2 separate regions of the Columba livia genome follow, and region 1 is linked to region 2. Evidence: chromatin contacts called from public Hi-C data. All regions are on one chromosome and are shown on one strand. Each heading gives the region's core, a stretch centred on a gene start, on an enhancer-like site or on the middle of the called end of the contact. The rest is flanking DNA. Distances are from core to core; before and after follow the strand shown. Region 1 overlaps RCOR1 (REST corepressor 1). Region 2 holds the start of TRAF3 (TNF receptor associated factor 3).

Region 1 (4,948 bases), core at 1,737-4,236, 78 kb before region 2:
CGGTGGAGAAAAGGAGCAGAGAGTGCCTGTGCAGCACCGAGAGGCTGGGAGGGCCAGGACAAGATCTTGGATAACACTAATTTGTATGCCTACTCTCTGCAGAATCTCAAGGGAGCAAGATCCCATAAAGGAAGTGCTTTTTGCATAGCAAAGCATACTGGGGAAACCCCGAGTTTGGAGGGATTTTGTAGCTCTGAGCAGCCAGGGCGAAACTACTAGATGAGGGTAACTGTGGCTGTGAAACCAAAGCTGAGTTTGCATATGGCAAGCAGGTTACTCTCATGTTTTACTCAGCATGTTACAGATTGTTTTCACTTTACAGCCATTGCAAAAGGCTGGATTTTAGTTCTGCAGAGTTAGGCCTTCCCAAAATGACTGGCAGTGGTGGCTGGCATGCCAGATGTAGTGGTGTGTCATAACGCACAGGGGCTGCGCACCCCTGGGAGAGGGGTGGCTGTGAGTGAGCATCTTGGACAGTGGGAGGAGGACGGTTTGCAGGTGGTGAAGTGCAGTGAGTGCACAAAACAAGCAAGAATTTTTCCTCCTGCAGGCCAGGGACACTTTAGCAACAAGTCAAGGTTGTGCATGTTCTCTGCCTTTCTTTCTTCCAGATCTTCCCTCATCCTTTCTCACTTTTCCCCCTTGCCATCAGAAAGAGCCACTTAACCAGCCCCCAGTCAACTAGACCATCCTCCTAGTTGCACTCGCTGGTGAGAGGCTTCATTCTAGTCCAGCCTGGTTTTTAGGTAGTCTTCCCAAGTCTTTGCTTAGCTTTCCTGTGCACACCACGATCAGTAACATTGGAGTAATTTCTTCAGTTTTCTTCTCCCTCCTTTCTGTTGTTGCTCTCTTATTACATTACTACCTGTGTGGTTTGGATAAATTTGGTCTTCACAACCCGTCAGGATGGGGTTCAGATTCCAGGTTTCTTGCACACAGGAAAGTGTCTGATATAGGTGAGAATTACATTCATCTAATGTGTTGCCTGAGAAAAATGCTGTGACTCTCCCTTAGCATGCATATAGTAGTGTTTCTTGTGGTTACAATTGTCCCTTTGGTGTCCTTGTTATTTCTAGGCCCTTGGGATGCTGTTTTGGCACAAGCACAACATCGAGAAGTCTTTGGCAGATCTGCCAAACTTTACTCCGTTCCCAGATGAGTGGACAGTGGAAGACAAGGTCTTGTTTGAACAGGCCTTCAGTTTCCATGGGAAAACCTTTCACAGGATCCAGCAGATGGTAAGTGGTGTCACAGGAATGGAAAAACAGAGCAGTCGGTTGGACCGTCATCTTCAGTGCTGATTGTGCTGCACTCCTGTCTAATGCTCTTGGGGAGAGAACAGGCCAAAGGGAATGTGAGAAGAAAAATAATCCTGTGAATAGAAAGGAAGAACACTGCCTCCAGAGTCTCAGTAGAGGTGTTTTCCTGAAGTGCTTTAAAGATTCAAGATAAACTTTGTCTGTGCAATTCTTTTGGTTGGAAATTACAGTTTTCAGTCAGTCCCCTGCGTGCCATGGTAGTGTTTGTCTCAGCTGGAGTTCAGGCATGGTCTGTACACACGTGCCCAACCACACACAAAGTAAAGATCATCTCTCTGCAAAGTTGATTTTCTTTCTTACAGCCTGCTTTTTAGGAATTCATTTTATTTGACTGTGAAGTTTGTGCTTAATGTGATTTGGGACTGTCAGTGGATGCTGTGGTGGAGGTTTATACATCATTGCAAGTATTCAGTCCTTTGCTTTCAGTTAGTAGTGATATTTTTTAAAACTGTAGTTGAAAAATTCAAGGGTAGGTTTCAGCCTGAAAGGGAACTACTGGGGTGTGTACAACTTTATTTCAAAAGAGGGAGAGGATGGGATGTAACATTTTTTTATTAATTATATCTTGAGAGTTTCTTTAAGTGGTTCATCACCTGGGTGGGAACTAGCCTTTGTTCTTTGCTCTCCTTCAGTAAAGTGCCTCTTGAGTGTTCCAGCAGGAGCTGGTTATGTTGGTTGTGACCCTTTGAAGTGAGCCTAGGCTGCTGCAGTCTGTTCAGCCTCTTTAAAGCACGTGTGAAGGTCTATGTTGCTGATCCTGCTGAAAAGCAAAAGGCAACTAAGTATGAGGCAAAACTGCCAGGTCCCTTTTCAAAAGGGTGGCAGGGAGTGGCTCATTTTCCTCATGTCCTCTTTGAATGTTCCTTCACTAGTGTTTGTTTCCAAATGTTCTGGGAGTCCTAGGGTCTCCCACTCCCTTGGGTCAGATGCTGGGGCTTGCACACACTATGGACAGCTGATATAGACCGGAGAGTTGTGGACTTCTGAAGAGTAAAGCTGTTTCCTTCTTTATTCCTCTGTTCTTATGTAGCGGGGGAAAGAAAGGGGGAGGAGAATGTCCTGGGGAAGACAGAGAACATAAAGCCTGTCCTGTTGCTTGGTTAAATGCCGAAGCAAGAAATTCTCAATTCAGTTTATGTGCAGAAGCATGACTCTGTCCCTGAGTGAAGTGCATTCCAATACAGGGATGCCAAGCTCATGCACTGTTCCCTAGGTAATGATATTTTTTTACTGTTGCTCCCAGAAAAGCCATACTGTGTGAGAGGAATTAAATGGCATGAAGCTTTGTGTTTAGCAGGGGACAGGAATCAATGGCTCGGGAGCATGTTAGTTAGTTTTATATGCTGCCCCATTAGCACCAGTGCAGCTTGAAACTGAGGGGAAAATAATCAAAGCCAGAGAACTAAAAGTAAGTTACGTGATTTACTGGAGCTGGTTCTGATATTTTGGCACCCTTAGCCAAGTTGATGTAGTCAACTTGTTTGATGTAGCCAAGTGTTTGTAGCCAAGTTGATGTTTGTCACGTATCGCCTTGTCCCCGAGTTTGTTCTATGGAAGTCTTTAATTCCAGCATACCAGCCTGCTGCATGGCTGCTGGCACCACAACATGGACACAGTGCCTGTGCTTTCCCAGCACAGACAGATTTATGCCTGTGTGCACCTGTGGGCCAGGTTGGTAGTTCTGGTGCCATTATTAGGACCTAAAGTCAACCTGCAGTCTGGGAACCAAGTTTATCTCAAGTGAAGGCTTAAACTGCAGTATCTGAATAAGAGAGATCTGGCTCTTGCTCACAGTTTTGTTTTCCTCACAATCTGTCCTGCCCTCCAAGCTGAATCAGACACTTACCTAAAATATATTTTATCAGCAAGAAAGTCTGGACTTCTACCTTGTGGAAGTCCTGTGTAAGAACATCCATGCAGACTACCTGTGAAGTAGAGAATTAGTCTTAATGTAGTTTTATGCTTTTTGGAGACAGACTTTTCATTCATGGCTACTGGGCAATGGCATTAGTGTAAGAGGGCAGATAGAAAAATCTGAGACTCGTGTTTTTCCCATATCCTCATGTCAGCATACAGTAACATTTCATCTTTTGAAAACATCTCTTGTTGAGACCTTTGAATAGACTTCTTCATGTGAATGGTGTGAATAAGGCTTTTTAACCAAATTTCAAAGATATGCTTAGGATGTAGCCTGCAGTTACTGTGATTGCTTACACATGCCTCTGCTGGCTTTTAAAACTGTTATCTCAGTTTCCGGGCCTCATTTTGGATTTGCTCTTGCTATGTTCCTCTATTCTGAAGGGAACCAGCTACCTGGCTGGTGAATGGAGGCTTGCTGAGATGCTCTTAAAGATTTTGATGTCCTAAATAGTTGGCACTAACCCAAAGCACTCCCCCGCAGATAATTTTTGGAAAGGCTGCAGAACTGCCTTACTCGAGCCTTTGAGAGAATCAAGGTAGAGAGATCAGATGTTTCTTGACAAAACCAGACTGATTGTGTGTGAACTCCTGGGGATACTTTACATATAAACATATAAAAGGATACATGTTTAATTTACAGCTTCCTGACAAATCAATAGCCAGCCTGGTGAAATTTTACTACTCCTGGAAGAAGACAAGGACTAAAACTAGCGTGATGGACCGTCATGCTCGTAAACAAAAAAGGGAACGTGAGGAAAGGTAGGTTTGCAAGCAGAAAGGCTTGACGCACACTGATTTCTTTAGACTCTCTCAGAGATTCCTGTTAGCTTGTAAGAAACCACATGTAGGATTTCCCCCAAAATGTTTCCTGGTACCGCACCTTCTTTCCCCACCCATCTTCCCTGCTGTGCATGTGTTACTTTGCTTAAAGCCAAAAGGAAACTGTTGGCAGTTAGGTGTTCTCCCTTTTTCAACACTGTATAATTCCCGATTGCCCTCTAGTGCAGTGATTGCTGTCCCATCACTTTAGAAGCTTTTTCTCTGATGCTGCTTGAGGGTGGAGAAAATGGAATTAAAACTGTTTACAAGCTGATTGGCACTGTTGTCAGCAGAGCCAGAAAAGCTGATAAGCAGGACAGTAAAAGGAGGTAATGAAAGAGCTAGAAATCTGCTGTTGTTTCCACCATGTGATGCTCAGTAGAGTGAGAACACGCAGCTGATGAGGAACAGGCTCCGGTGCAGAACCCCTCAGACTGTGCATATGCGCACACACTTCCCCTGCTTTGTCCTTGGAAAACTGTTACTAGTATAAGGCTGTCAAGCCAATGCCCTGTTCCTTGAGAAAGATGAAGTTAAGGCCATATTTTTGAGTGACTGAGAAGAGGGTAGCGCAGGGAAAGTTGAGTTCTCTGGCAGAGGTGTCCCAAGGAGAGCTGGGTACATTAGGATTTGGGGGAGGGTGGTGGTGTTAGGGAGGTACTGCCACTGAGCTTCAGGAGATGAGCTTGACTCCTGATTGTGTAGCTTTGTCTGCAAGTTCACCCTCCTGGATACCCCTGCAAACCCTTGAAGGTGGGTCACGCAGTGGCCTTGTGCGTATTGCTGGAGGCATCTATACAGTTAGAACTGCCACTTGCTGACTTTACCTGATTCTGGAGCTGACAAGGGCCTCAGAAAAGTGGTGACCTCAGGTGCGTGTGGGGAGAAAA
Region 2 (5,093 bases), core at 187-2,686:
TTGTCCGTTCAGGATCACGCATCCAACTGTTCCTCCCTAGTGATCCCTCGATAAACAACGTCCAAAAAGGACGGTGACCTCATCCCACTGAAATTAGCCAAACACCACACATTTCTCCGTGTTCAGCTCCGCACATTCCTCACAGCTCCGGCTCTCCCGGCTTCCTGACCTACCAGCCCTACCGCTGCATCCGGAGCTTCGAAGCCCCCGGTGCGGCAATACCTCCCACAGACCCTGGCCCATGCCGCCGCCGGCTGGGACCCGCGGTCTGCGGCTGAACCCTCTTGGTCCCGGCTGAGCCCCCTTGGCTCCAGCTGAGCCCCCTTGGCTCCGGCTGAGCTCCCGCCGGCTCCGGCTGAGCCCCCTTGGCTCCGGCTGAGCCCCCTTGGCTCCGGCTGAGCTCCCGCCGGCTCCGGCTGAGCCCCCCCGGCTCCGGCTGAGCCCCCCGCGCCGCTTCTGCGCCAGAGCCGCCTCTCCTCCTCCCCTCCCGGCAGCCCGGTGGGTCGGCGGGGAGACGGCAAACCGCACAGCGGTGCCGGCCGGTCATCTGCCCTTATCGGGATATGCCGCGATACAAGCGGAGCCCGACGCAGGCATTCGTTTAACCTGGCCGCTCAGAGCGACAGGTTCTATCGGGTGCCAGCGTCGCCATCCTACCCCCGCTGCCGGGAGAGCCGCCTGACGGGGGAGGACGGGTCCCTCTCGCACCTCCAGGAAAGGGAACACACCCCCCGCTCCGCCGGCCGGTGACTCGGGGTTGCCACCTACGGTCGGCTGCTCCCCGCCTGCAGCCGGCCCGAGCCCGCCTGAAGCGATCGGCCCCTCCGGGGGGCGAGCGGCCCTGGCTTGCTGCTCTTTTCTGATCTTTTCCAGACTCTTCTCCCCCTCCCCCCTCCCCTTTTTTCCTAGTGACATTTTTTTTATTTTTAATAAAGGCTATTGTGTCCAACGCGACCCGTTGTGCGGGGTTGCTCGCACGTCCCTGGGGGCAGAGAGGGGAAACAGGCGGCTCTTCACCGCGCCGATCCTTCTCTCCCGGCGCCCCGCGTCCCGCCGCCATCCCCGGAGCCCTTCTCCCAGTGCCCCAACGGCCGGGCCGGTGCAGCAACGCCCGCCCTCAGGCCGAGCCCCCGCAGCGGCGGGGCGAGCCTCGGCACGGCTCCCGCAGCGCCAAAACCCGCCCCGAGCGGGACGCTCCGTCTCCCCACAGCCCACCCCGCGCTCTCTTCGCTGCTGGCGGAGGGCCGGCAAGCGCCGGGCGGGACGGGCTCCGTCTGCCCGGCGGGGAACGCGGGGCCCCTTCTCCTCGGGTTGTGCCCGAAGGTGTGGGGGGGTAACGGCGGCATCAGGTGCAGCCGGGACAGGCGGGCAGGGCAGGCCCGGCCCCCCGCTGCCGCCTGCGCGCTGAGCGGCTGGGCCGGGCCCGCCCCTCAGTGTGTGAGGAGGAGCCGGGAGAGCAGCGGGCTTCGCCGGGGATTTCCAGCCTGAGCGGGCGGGAGAGGAAGTGCGGGGCGGGGGGAGACGGTGCTGAGCGGCAGGGACTTTCCGTCGGGCTGGCGGTCGCCTTCGCCGGGCTCCAGCTGCCGCCCGCCGCCCCGCTCCTCTCACACGCTCGCAGGTAGGGCGCCGTGGGGCTTGGCGAGCCCCGGGGAGGGATGAGGTGCGGCGGCGAAGGTGGTTGGTGGGGGCGCGGGTGCTTCACCGCCGCCGTGGCGGCGGCTCCTGCCCAGGGCTCCAGCACCGACCGGGCTCGCCTGCCCGCACTTGGGCTCTCTAGCCAGAGGGACGGGGCCGGGCGGGCGGCGAGAGCCTGGGGGGTGCTCCGGCGGAGCCGGCGGGCGGCAAGGCGGCGGCGGGGCGCTGATACCAGGCATCTGCTACCAGGCAGGGGCCGAGCGCGCTTCACTCGCAGCCTGTTGCCGGGACCTTGGCAGCGGCTGGTGCCCGGGGATAGATCAGCCTCCGGCGGGGGCGGCGTGGACTCTGCCTGCCCGGACGCACTCGCACTCCAGGGCTCTGCAGGTGCCCCCTTTTCACTTACTTATTTCTGCCTCCCCTCTTCCCTTTCCCCCGTCCTCTCCACCCCGTGGTGTGTGTGTGCCTGTGTCGGGGAGGGACGGAGAGGCCAGGCGGGCCGGCAGGCCGGAGCGGAGCCGAGCCGTGCGGCAAGCGGGCGGCGCGGCGGCGCTTGCGGCGTTTTGATGTGTCGTTTGAATGCAGAAGCCTCGCTCCGCTCCTGGCTCCCTCCATATGCAGTGCTGGGGGCGGGCCGACGGCCTTTAAAGGGGCACTGCCGGCAGCCGCCGCGTCTGGCCGCCGAGCGCCGGGCCCCCCGCAGCCCTGCCCCTCCCGAGCTGCCCTCTGCGGCGGCGCCGCTGCCTGCGCCGGCGGCCGCTCGGCTGCCGTGCCATGGGCACCTCGGCGGTGGGGAAAATCCTCTGCTGCTGGCTCGGAGCTGGCCCTCATCGGTGCGGAAGGAGTTATATTTTTATAAAGTCTGTCCGCCTCCAACGGCCCTGCGCTATAAGGCTGTCTGCCTGGCGTGAGCGGAAAGAAAAGTGCTTTGTTTTCACGCCATTCATTTGATACAGCGTTTTGCAGTGCCGGGTTTTGATATATTAAATTAATTACTGTGTTGTAGGTTAGAAAAATTAACGAGTGTTTAAAAGTTTATACTGAGTCATTCCTCTGCAGATGAACCTATGACTGACTCATAATCTGAGAACTGCAGTGGCTTGTAAAATAGGAAGGTAAGGCATTTATGTCTTGATTTATTTGTATCTTCAAGTGTCTAAGATCTGAATTATCTATGGAAAAACAAGAGAAATGGTATTAATGCTAAGAGGTGTAATCTCATGTTCTGCCAATCTGAGCTTGTGTGTGACGTGAGAGGCTGTATGTGCACCTCTGTCTGGATCTTTGCCGCACGTTAGTATTTTTTTCATCTTTTTCTGTTTCTGTAGTAGTAAAATGTGGGAAGTTCCAGTGATACAATTTGAAATTTTCTGTCTCCTTGGGTCAGCGACTTCTCTAGCTTGTTGAGATCTAACCGAGCCTTGTAGATTGTAATTTGTGCGGTTTTTTCCTTCAGTAGGACTGTGTATTTTTCCTTGTAGGTTTGTCCTGTAGAATGCACGTAGCATTATTGTGCGCTAATCTGAACTTGCATTCATAGACTGTGTTTAGTGTATGTGTGAAGGCATATTAAAAATACTTAGCCGAGACAAATGAAATAGTATAATTTGAAATAGTTAGTGAAAATACTTACTTGAAATAGCTACCAACTTGTGTCGAAGCCTGGATTTAAAGGCTGCGCTTATTGTTAGAGTTGTAACTAAAGAGATCATAACATACGCTGCGTGTTGTCCTTTACAATGAGCCATTTGGCTAAAAGTGTCTATAAATGATAATCCATACATTGTGTATGGAGTAGCGTAGATGTAAATGTTGTTTATTGTTATTTATTGTTGTTATTAGGGACAGGGATTTTGTTTTAAGATGGGAAATACTTGAACATTTGGATGGAATCAGAGGTTTTCTTAAGGCTGGACTGGGAAACCCCTTGTCACAAAGCTTGAGAGCAGAAACATTGATGTATCATGAGTTTGGGCACTGCAAGTGGGCAGCACTATGAGGTTATAAAAGTTGCTTTCTTCCAACATGAAAACGGTAGGTGTTTTACTGAAATATGACTTGATGAGAAGCTTCCAATAATAGCTGGACATAGAAGGTAAAGTGCATTCAGTAGCAAATAAGATTAATTCTAGTCAAAAGAGGATGCTAAATGACTCAGTCTTTAGGCTTTCCTGAACTCCTCCTGCAATTAAATTTGATGATACCAGTTTTTAGAAGCTGTTCTAGTATGGATTCAGAGAATTTGACAATTGTATAAGCATATTTACTGTTGGTACATTGGAAAACTGTGTAAGATGGCAGTAGTTACCATCAGTGACAAAAATTCTTTTTGAAGTCTTACTAGTCCATGCTGCTACGGTTTGTCTTCTAAATTATATGAAGATATGATATTTTAGATCTTTACGTTGTTCTTGTCCATAATGAAAAGTTTAAGTGAGAGAAGAGGAACATGTTTTTTCAATACTGAAGTTCAGCTATTGTATTGGTAGATACGGCAATGTTGAAAATAAGAAAAACCAGAAATCTTAATTTTTAACTTTTGTTGTTAAACCACTGGAACATAAGTGCATTGATAAGTAGATGATCATAATTCTTATGTAGATGAAAAGGCAGTTTAAAAATAGAAATGACTTGAATCAACTCCAGTATCCTAAACTGGCTTTGTATGATTAGATATTGCAAGAATAACATGTTTTGATCTCTGGTATCTTAGATGATGCAATAACTGGATTTCATTAGTTTTTGTAATTATAATAGTGTTTCTTAATTGAAGGTGCTGAATCTTATGATGTCTGAAGACTACTCATTACACATTGGTTTCAGATGTCTGTGCTCTTGTGTACAGTTCCTTTAAAGAATTGCCAAGACTTTTTTTTGCCTGTGGGCGGGTACTTTCTGAATATGATGCTTGTATTTGAAACCTCCTGGCATTTTTGGCGTATGGCTCAGGAACACCAGAAGTGGTGGGAGATGGTGAAATTGGAGATTTCATGATGTGGTAAGGGTGAAGAAGCCAAAGGAGGGAGAGTTGTATATTTTTGTGCAACAGAATAAGGGTGTGATTGTAGCACAAAAGATAATGCTCTAGTCACTCTGAGATTTATCTTATACTTTTTAACCTGTGGTGAGCTAGAATCTAGAGCATTGAAGAGCTGGCAAAGGTTGCTGCAAACCCATACCTTCATAAATGGATAGTTTAAAATCAGTGTATGTGTTTGACAAATCATAAACACATTTCAATTTTATGTACCCTTTTTTAAGCTAGAAGGAGAAAGGACTAGAGGATTGGGAGGAAATGGGGGCAACTTGCAATGAAAGATCATTAGGTGTCTGCAAAGTAGGAAGAGGTGATCTCTTCTTCGGTACTAGTGGCAAATAAGAGAAGAGGAAATAAAGAAAAAAGCCCCTAGAAAATGAGTAAGGAAGGTATACAGTAGAAGATCTTAGAACTTACGGAG

What was found. A called contact is a pair of places that touch in the nucleus more often than the background predicts.
Region 1: a contact with region 2 is called in a Hi-C map of liver, with 2.2 times the contacts expected there. The contact joins the enhancer-like site here to the promoter of TRAF3 in region 2. A contact is called at or near these places in 2 of 2 Hi-C or Micro-C datasets (crop and liver).

The regions. Positions count from the first base shown.
Region 1 is chr5:11,947,814-11,952,761 of bColLiv1.pat.W.v2, reverse strand. RCOR1 (REST corepressor 1) reads left to right here. Exons shown (of 12, transcript XM_065063440.1): 5 at 1,077-1,238; 6 at 3,880-3,998. Among named protein-coding and RNA genes, the nearest start is that of RCOR1, 66 kb to the left of the region's middle. Within about 2 kb of position 2,986, at least 1 of the 3 cell types and tissues checked has an H3K27ac peak away from gene starts, as active enhancers do.
Region 2 is chr5:11,868,177-11,873,269 of bColLiv1.pat.W.v2, reverse strand. TRAF3 (TNF receptor associated factor 3) reads left to right here and starts at 1,436. Exons shown (of 10, transcript XM_065063439.1): 1 at 1,436-1,618; 2 at 1,885-2,022; 3 at 2,695-2,750. LOC110361404 (a long non-coding RNA gene) reads left to right here. Exons shown (of 3, transcript XR_010472744.1): 3 at 1-1,200.